Regions from separate parts of the Sus scrofa genome. Here all the other regions are linked to region 1. Evidence: chromatin contacts called from public HiChIP or PLAC-seq data. All regions are on one chromosome and are shown on one strand. Each heading gives the region's core, a stretch centred on a gene start, on an enhancer-like site or on the middle of the called end of the contact. The rest is flanking DNA. Distances are from core to core; before and after follow the strand shown.

What was found. HiChIP or PLAC-seq counts read pairs in DNA pulled down with a chosen protein or histone mark.
Region 2: a contact with region 1 is called in an H3K27ac HiChIP or PLAC-seq map of alveolar macrophages. The contact joins the promoter of MFSD3 here to the promoter of ZNF7 in region 1. A contact is called at or near these places in 1 of 47 Hi-C or Micro-C datasets (liver) and 1 of 2 datasets of contacts at active chromatin or transcription factors (alveolar macrophages).
Region 3: a contact with region 1 is called in an H3K27ac HiChIP or PLAC-seq map of alveolar macrophages. The contact joins the promoter of KIFC2 here to the promoter of ZNF7 in region 1. A contact is called at or near these places in 1 of 5 promoter capture datasets (liver), 2 of 47 Hi-C or Micro-C datasets (liver and subcutaneous adipose tissue) and 1 of 2 datasets of contacts at active chromatin or transcription factors (alveolar macrophages).

What each region holds. Positions count from the first base shown.
Region 1 is chr4:157,833-160,532 of Sscrofa11.1, forward strand. ZNF7 (zinc finger protein 7) reads left to right here and starts at 1,385. Exons shown (of 5, transcript XM_013987971.2): 1 at 1,385-1,497. LOC110260418 (a long non-coding RNA gene) reads right to left here and starts at 1,309. Exons shown (of 2, transcript XR_002343668.1): 1 at 161-1,309.
Region 2 is chr4:294,589-297,389 of Sscrofa11.1, forward strand. MFSD3 (major facilitator superfamily domain-containing protein 3) reads right to left here and starts at 1,367. Exons shown (of 4, transcript XM_021090521.1): 1 at 272-1,367. The coding sequence starts at 953.
Region 3 is chr4:330,883-333,646 of Sscrofa11.1, forward strand. It overlaps KIFC2 (kinesin-like protein KIFC2), which reads right to left and starts at 1,339. Exons shown (of 18, transcript XM_021090435.1): 1 at 1,274-1,339; 2 at 812-911; 3 at 567-648; 4 at 1-108. The coding sequence starts at 52. LOC110255327 (cysteine and histidine-rich protein 1-like) reads left to right here and starts at 1,532. Exons shown (of 2, transcript XM_021090545.1): 1 at 1,532-2,258; 2 at 2,455-2,764. The coding sequence starts at 2,166.

The DNA of each region.
Region 1 (2,700 bases), core at 135-2,634:
GCTGGGGTCCAGGTTTGCAGGAAGACCTCTGGGTGAAAGGCTCCCGCAGGTCAGAACCACTAGGGTGCACAGTGTACCCGCAAGCCCTTGGCTGGGGCTTAGGACCTGGAGGGCAGCTGGGAAGCAGGCATGTCCCTCTCCTTTCCCATTGTCCACTCACGCGTCTGTTGTCTTTGCACAGATGCTCTCTGCGTGCGACCAGGGAGGATGCGGGGGACAGGAGAGTTGCACTGAGCTGCTGAGGAGCAGGGTAGGAAGAGGCAGCACAGGACCACGGGGAGAGGAGGTGGACCCGAGAGCCTGCTGGTCGAATGGGAGCTACGGCTGCCGGCCTACACCATAGCCACAGAGACACCGGATCCTTAATCCACTGAGCCAGGCCAGGGATGGAAACCGCAACCTCATGGTTCCTGGTCGGATTGTTTCCGAAGCCCCACGATGGGAACTCCTGTTGGCTTTTCCTTTCAACCTCACCCAGACGGCCTTTCGGGAGCTGACGCGGCCACTTTCTTCCTCTAGCTGGCTCTGGATCTCACCGGACTCTGAGAGGGACCTCGGGATTTGGATCATCAACCAGTAGGGTGTCAGGGTCTTCGCTGTGCACACTTTCTGTCCTGCCTCCAGGGGTGTGCAGTGTGAACGAGGGTCAGGCCGGGCACAGAGTCAGGCCGCAGCTGCAGACCAGCACTCCAAGGCCCGGAACCGGAGGGGAAGCTGAGGCTCCCAAAGACGCAGGCAGCGCCCTCCTCAAGGCTGCAGGGAGCTGGGCTGCTGAGGGGGAGGCTCCGGTCAGTCCCAAGGAAGCTGAGGTGACCGCTGCCCCCACATACAGCACAGAGAGTGGGTTTGGAAGAACTCCCAGAACAGACGGCTCCGGGGTCCACAAGAAGCTGGGGATGGGTGGGGCGCAGGGAGGAAAAAGTCTGACCTGATCTCAGGGTGCGCCACCTTTGGCCTGGGATCCTACACCATCCAGTATCTCCGCAGGTCCTGAGCTGTCCTGCCCCGAACCCCGCGATGAAGCCGTTCCCCCTGTCCCCCTCCACCCGGGGCACAGCCTGGGTAGGGGCGTCTCTGCAGTCCTGGGCCCAGCGGGTGCTTCAGCAAACCCAGACATAGATCCAATAAGGGGACCAGGGCCCTGGGACTGGTGACCCGAGTTGCGCTGGACTGACCCGGACGACCCTCTCGCTCGCGGGCCGCGTCGCCCGGGTCTGCTCCTCCACCTCCGTTCCTGGGCCTCGGCTCCGCCCCACCGCCCGTCTCGCTGTGACCCCGCCCCTTACCGGGCTACGGCCCCGCCCTCTCGGAGCTGCGTCCTTTCCCGCGACCTGGCCCCGCCCCTGCTCTGGCTCCCGGGAGGCGGGGCTGGGAACCACCGAGTCGCCCGAGCCTCCGAGCTGCCCAGAACGGCCGGAAGTTGTGCGAGAGAGCGGGCGCCCGAGGCCCGTTTCCGGCGTCGTCGCGCTCGTAGAGCCTCGGGCGGCCCTGGGGAGGGTGAGTCGGTGCGACGGACGTGGGTGAGGGTCCGGGCGGCCCACGTGCTCCACGCCCGCGGGCGGGGTGGCTGCCGGAGGGCCCCGCGCCGTCCCGCCTCCGACACTGCGGGCCTTTCGCTCCGCGGGCCTGTCCGCAAAGAAGCACGGGTCGCGCGGGCGTCTTGCAGAGTCCGTGGGCGACTGGCAGGGCGGTGGTCGAGCCTTGGCCGAGGCCGGTGGAGGCGGAAGGTGGAGTCCCGCGGATCCGGCCTCGTGGCAGCCTCGTCACCTTCCCGCCAGGTCTCTGCGTGCTCCAAGGGGCTCTCAGCTTCTTCCTGCACAACCACTCCCCTCTAGGAGCTTTTTATTCCGCCCCTCGAAGACCTAGTGGCAAAACGGCTGTGCCGTGGGTGGGGTAGGCTGTTTACCTTCTCAGAATTCTGGCTGCTGCTCGAGGCCTGCATTTCTCTGCAAGGGACCCAGAAACTAGCACTGGCAGCCACATGTCTCCTGGCCAGGCCGAGATGGGCACCCACCTGGCAGTGGTCACTGCTGACTGGGTCACCCTCGCTGTGCTCACGGCCTGGGGTTTCTGCCCTCAAGTAGTTTTGTTTGTTTGTTTTGGGGTTTTTTTGGACGTGGTGACCAGCAGCTTGAGGTGGGGATCTCAGTTCCCAGACCAGGGGTTGAGCCTGGGCCATAGTGCTAACCACTAGGCCACTAGGGCACTCCCCCTCAAGCCACTTTTTGAGCCAAACGCTCACCTAGGAACCCCGCTTTTCATTCTGACCTCCCTGGGGAGGGGCCAAGTTGTTGGGTGGGGACAGCCTCTTTATCCTCCTGGTTCTTGTCCTTCCTGCTTCCTCTTGATGCCTGTGATCCAGCCCCCCCCCCCCCCCCCCGCCCCGGCTCATTAGCCCTCTTCCTTCCTGCCTCATGCCCTTTGCATGTGCCGTTCCTGCTGCCCTAAGTGGCCTTTTCATCTCCATTATCTTGGCTGCATTAGTGCCAAGGGAGGTGACCCATCAGACGAAGTTGGAGTTTCCAAGTTTAAATGCTTTCAGGGCTCCTTGTACTTCGGTGCTGTTATCACAGGTGTAACTTGGTGTTTGGTGGAGTGGTCATTTAAGTCTTTCCTCCACTAGACTGTTTCATGAAGGCAGAGTCCTTCTTCACTGCTTAGTTGAGCACCTGGTACATGTGCCCCCCCCTTTCGTGTTTC
Region 2 (2,801 bases), core at 117-2,616, 140 kb after region 1:
CCAACCCTGCTTCTGCCTCAGGCTACAGGTGCCAGAAGCTGGGGCTGGGCATTGGCTGAGCTCAGGGTCAGCAGGGAGTAGAGAGGCTTTGGCAGGGGGCAGTGTGGCTGGAGCTCAACAGCTGTGGAGCTGGACCTGCCGGACAAGAAGCGAGGCCACTGGGCTCCAGCCTGCAAGTCGTACTCCAGAAAGAAGGAAGGCAGTCCCACAAATGGGCCCCATAGTCATGGGGACCCACCTGGAGCTCCCCCAGGCTCCCGCCCCTACTCACCCAGCTTGTAGGAGAGCACAAAACCTGCCATCCACAGGGTCCCAGGCACGGCCAGCAAGTGCTGCTGAAGGTGCAGCGTGTGTCGGCGGGGTTCTGATGGCTGAGGCGCAGGAAGCTGTTGCAGGGCCGGTGCAGCCCAAGCCAGGGCAGCAGCCAGCCAATAGGTGGCAGCCAGGAGCAGAAAGAGCAGGGGCCAGGAGAGGGTGGGCAAGAGGGTCAGCAGTCCACCCCCAGCCAGCACCGCCCCCAGCTTGTAAGCCACCACCTGCACCGTGTTGCCCGGCCCCAGCTCTGCCGGCTCCAGGAGCTGCATCGCCAGTGTGTCCAAGGCCACATCCTGTACAGCTGCAGCCAAGTTCAGTAGCAGAAGTAGCCCTGCCACAGTAAGAGGCAGCCCAGACTGGCCAGCTTCAGCAGGAGGCAGAGCTGCCAGCAACCCACACAAGAGGCCAAGAGCTGCTGTGCTGAGCGTCAGCCAGGCCCTCGGAGAGCCCCGAGCGTCCACCAGCGGGGCCCACACGAGCTTGAACAACCACGGTGCATACAGCACTTTGGCCAGTCCCACGTGTGTCAGGGACAGACCGCGAGCCCGCAGCAGCACCGGCAGAAGGCCAGACTGCAGCCCATAGGGCAGGCCCTGCACCAGGTAGAGGCTGGCAAGCACCAGCAGCTTCCCGTGCATGGCCAGGAGAGCGGGGACATGGGCCCAGGCTCTGGTGGCTGGGGCTGGGTTCCAGGCCCGGCCGCGGTGGGATCAGAGGGGGCTGGGCGGTTCGGCGTGGGGTCTGGCCAAGATTTTTTTTAAGGCTGGCGTCGGCACCTGCGCGCTGGCGTCCTCGGGGGCGTCAGTACGCGGAAGGACCGCGAGTCGGCCACGGCGGTGCTCGCCGCCCGGCTCGGGACCGGGCCGCGCAGGCGCCGCGGAGAGACGCGGTGGCCATAGAGGGCGCGAGCGGGCTAGAGTGCCAGCCGCCCTCGGGCGCCCCCGGTGGTCAACCTGGCGGCGGCCGGGGTCAGCTTTGGCGCCAGGGGCACCAGCTTCCAGGGTGAGAAGCCTCGAAACCCGCGGCCCAGCCAGGTGCCTCGCAGAGTTAACAGATCCAGTCCCAAGACTGGCTGGACCCAGAAAGTGCCTCCTAGTGTCTCACCTGGAGCCTGGTGGCTGCAGTGTCCACTGGGTCGCTCAGTGGCGCCTGCAGAGGAGTTGGCCTCTTAAGGCCACTACCTTCTTGTGCTTCTGCTGTTGGACCCCTCACCCGCTGGTTTCAGTGCCCTCCCCAGCCTGCAGAAGGTGGTGAAAGGGAGGAAGTTCTTGGGAGAAGTCTGAGCCGCAGTTCAGCACAGGATGCAGCCAGCTGCTGCCGGAATCGCCCTCTAGTGTCCAGTGACAAGGCCAGGAGAGCCTATGTGGGGCCAGCTTGGCTCCAGCCAACCTTGGCTGAGGGAGAGGCCAATCTGAGGGGAAACGTGAGCTTCGTGAGCGGTCTCACACAGCCGTTCCTGCCCAGAGCTGTGCCATGTGGGGTGCCTGAGGACCAGAGGAGGTAGTGAAGCATGGGCAGAGCTGGAGCTTTGGCCAGTACTGTCTCGGAGCCTGTGGCTCCATGAAGCTGGCCCACCCCCTAGACCAACACACAGGCACTTGATCCAACACACTCCTTCCCCTGCTGAGGCCACTTTGAGTTTCTTGTCATTTCTGCATAGGTGGGGGGCCCAGGTTTCCTCACCTATAAAATGGGGACTGCAATGCCCACCACAGAGGCCCGTTTGGACAGGGATCCACGGCGGTGTCTGGCCTGCTCATCCCCGTGTTCCAGGTTCAAGGACACAAGGTCGCCCCCGCACCTGGCTGTCCAGGTGTCCCCCGGCCCAGCGCTCCACAGGGCACCTCCTCCTAAGCATCTAAGGTGTTCTCCTCCCCCAAACCGGCCCTCCAGTGCTCCAGCTTGGGAGGGGCTGCCCCCTCATGGCTTCCCAGCCACGGACTGTGTTAGCACAGGGACGTCACGCACACCACACTGGGACCACCACATGGCAAAGGAGCTGGGCTTGCTCTTCCTCCTGTCCCTGCTCTTGGCACCGCTGCTCCTCCTGCGGTCCCACAAGCGCACCACTGCCATTTGCCCAGTTAGGAAAACCAAGACTCCCTCTTTGAGCCCTCACGACCCCTTGAGTTTTTCTGTTCATTTGCTTGTCTTTTGAGGGCGGCACCCACACCAGTTCCCAGCTAGGGTTTGAATCAGAGCTACGGTTGCTGGCCTACACCACAGCCACAGCAACACCAGATCCAAGCCGCATCCGCCACCTATGCCACAGCTCACGGACAACTCCGAATCCTTAACCCACTGAGTGAGGCCAGGGATTGAACTCACGTCCTCATGGATACTAGTCAGGTTTGTTACCATTCAGCCATGATGGGAACTCCATGGTCCCCCGTTTCCTGCTACTCACCCCATGCAGCCTAGTCCACCCTATGGCTTAACATGTTCCCTAGGCTGCCAGGGACAAGGTGGACAGCAGGGGAATGCAG
Region 3 (2,764 bases), core at 89-2,588, 170 kb after region 1:
TGGCTGAGTCCCCTGGTGCAGGGCCTGCCTTCCCCTGGGGCTCCGAATCCATGCCAGGAGGGCCAAGAGCTGACCAGTCACCGTCAGCAGTGGGGGAACATCAGCCGGCTGTGAAAGAAACACGAATCAGAGGGAGCAAGAATGAGGGCCCGGAAGGCAGCGCTATGAATGGAGATCAGAGGAAGTGGGGAAACAGCACAGGTCGCTGGAGGAGAAGTCTCCGCTCTGCTTACCTTGCTCAGGTCTGGAGGATTCCCCAAGCTCTCTTCCGCCCCCAGCTGGACTGAGAGGAACTCAGCAAGGCGCACGAGAGCCTCTTCCAGGGAGACCTCGGCGGGAGCGCCTTCGGCTGCCCCTCCCGGGCCACCCTCAGACTCCGAGCAGCCTGTGAGGCCAGGTAGTGGGATGGGTAGTCGTCCTGGGTCACGTGTCAAACGCTAGGCCACCAGCTAGTACCTGCCAGGTCCCTCCCTCCCAAAGGGGTCACAGGCGCCCCAGCATCTCTCCGACGGTGTCACTCCCTCACGGCCCCGGGGAGGCAGCGTTCCTAACGCACCATTACCTACCGACCAGGCCGGTCAGCTCGGTCCACAGTTCTGCGGTGGGCTGGTCGGGGCGGCGGCGACCCCCGGCCTTGCAGCGGACACTCTAGGGAGGGAGCAGGGGGAGCCCCTGAGGAGAGGCCAGGCGGCCTACGGCTGCCTGCCTCGGGGACTGAGCCCGAGGGGTTGGTGCAGGGATCTCAGCTTCCAACATCAGAGACAGGGTCGTCCACATGGTCCCTCCCCCGCGTCAGCGCCCTGGAACCTACGCTGCGCAGGCCTGCAGAACCGTTCCCAGGAGGACGGGGGTCGCCGGCGGGGTTCCCAGGATCGGCGGACGCCGCCGCCCCGCCATCCCTGCGGAAGAGGCTGTAGAAGATGTAGATGAGCAGCGAGTAGAAGGCGTACATGGGAGCGCGGGGCGGCAGAGGGCCCCGCTTCTCGCCGCCCCGCGTCCCCGCGCCCCGACTCCGCGCCCGCCCGCCGCAGAGCCGGTGCGCATGCTCCGGCGGCCGCCCCCTCGGCCCGGCTCCCGCGGGCGGAGGACCGGCGCCCGAGGAAAGGGGCCCAGAGACAGGTGTCCTCGAGGCCGCCACCCTACGTAGCGGAGACCCCGGGCTGAGAGCACCCATAGCCCCCTCATCCCCTCTTCTAGGATCCCTACCAATCCTCTGCGAGGGGCCCCCAGGGCTCTATCCACTGAGAGGCTTCCGCCCGCGCAGGTGTCCCACCTTTCCTACCCTCGAACCTCTTCCTCGGTCGCTCCCCTCCCTTGTCGCCCCGCCCCTCCCTTGTCGCCCCGCCCCGAGAGGCCCCGCCCCTCCCCGCTCCGTCTTCGGGGCCCTTCCCCCTCGTCCCTTCCTCCGCTGCACCCCGCCCCTTCGCCGCCCCGCCCCTCGAGGCTCCTTCCTCAGGCCACTCCCTTCCCCAGACGGGTGGGGTTGCGTGCGGGGAGCGAGGAGACGTCGGCCCTCCTAGCCCCGCCCACCTCTTACAACCGGGTCGCCTCCCCGCCCGCGTCGCCCTGGCCCGCACCCCCCTCCCCCCGCCGCCGCCGCTCTAGCCTCTTCTCCTCTCGTTGGTTGGTAAGGGGTGGCCGCAGGCCGCGCGCGGTAGGCGGGACGGGAGTCGGAGGGCGGTGCGGTGGGCTGGTTTCGGCCTGCTGGTCGCCGCTGCGCCGCAGCCGCGCATCGCAGCGATCTGAGTGCTCGCACGGCTGCTGTTTCCACGCCGGGTGCCGAGGACGGCTCCTCCCTAGGCGCAGGGGCCGGGCCGAGTGGGTCTGCGCTCGCCCTGCGCCCCTCTCCGCGCCCCTACCCCTGGCCCTGCGCCCCGACTTGGGTTCCAGGGCGCTAGAGCTAACGCCCACCCGGTCCAGGCCCCGCTCCGTGTTTTCCCTTCTTTTCCAGCCGATGTAGGTTCTCCTTCCCCACGGTTGTGTCCAGTGGCCTCAGGGCTCGGGAGTTTCGGTTGAGCCTACTCTACCGTTTAGTAATGGGACTCTGGAACCTGGGAGGCCCGGAGAGCCGCCCTTAGGGGCTCCCTGTCGCCAGCCTCCACCTTTTTCTCCAAAGTTGAGGATCCTTTTCCTGTCCCCTCAAACTCACTACCGCCAGAGGTGCCATGGCCTCCAGGCCATGGAGCGAGTGGAGCGCTTCCCTGTCCCACCTGGTACTGGGAACGGTGTCTCTGCATGCGGCGGTGAGCACTGCCCAGGTGAGTACCCTGGGGCGGGGCAGGGGCATAGCCCACTCCCAAACCCAAAAGACCTAGCCAGTTTCCTGAATCAGCGAGAGGGTGGTGGGAGGTAAGCATGGAGGCCGGGCTTCTGTGAGTACCCCAAACCCTTCCCTGCTTAAAGGAAGGTCCTGGCCTCTTTTCCCTACATCTCCCCCCTTCCCTGTGTTGACAGGCAAGTCGAGGGGCCGCTGCTGGCTTCCTGCTCCAGGCCTTGGCCGCTGCCACCACGCTGGCCCCAGGGCTCCGCACAGATGAAGACTGTCTTGCTGGAGCCTGGGTGGCCACTGTCATTGGCCTGCCCCTTCTGGCCTTTGATTTCCACTGGATGAATGGGGACTGCTCTTCTGCCAATCTGCTTCTAGGAGGAGGCATGGTGCTGGCAGTGGCTGGTGACCACCTTGGTGCCGAGGGCCGCTCTGTGGCTGGCCAGGCGGTGGTGCTGGTGGTTGCGGTGACCATCCTCATCGTGGCTGTTTTCACAA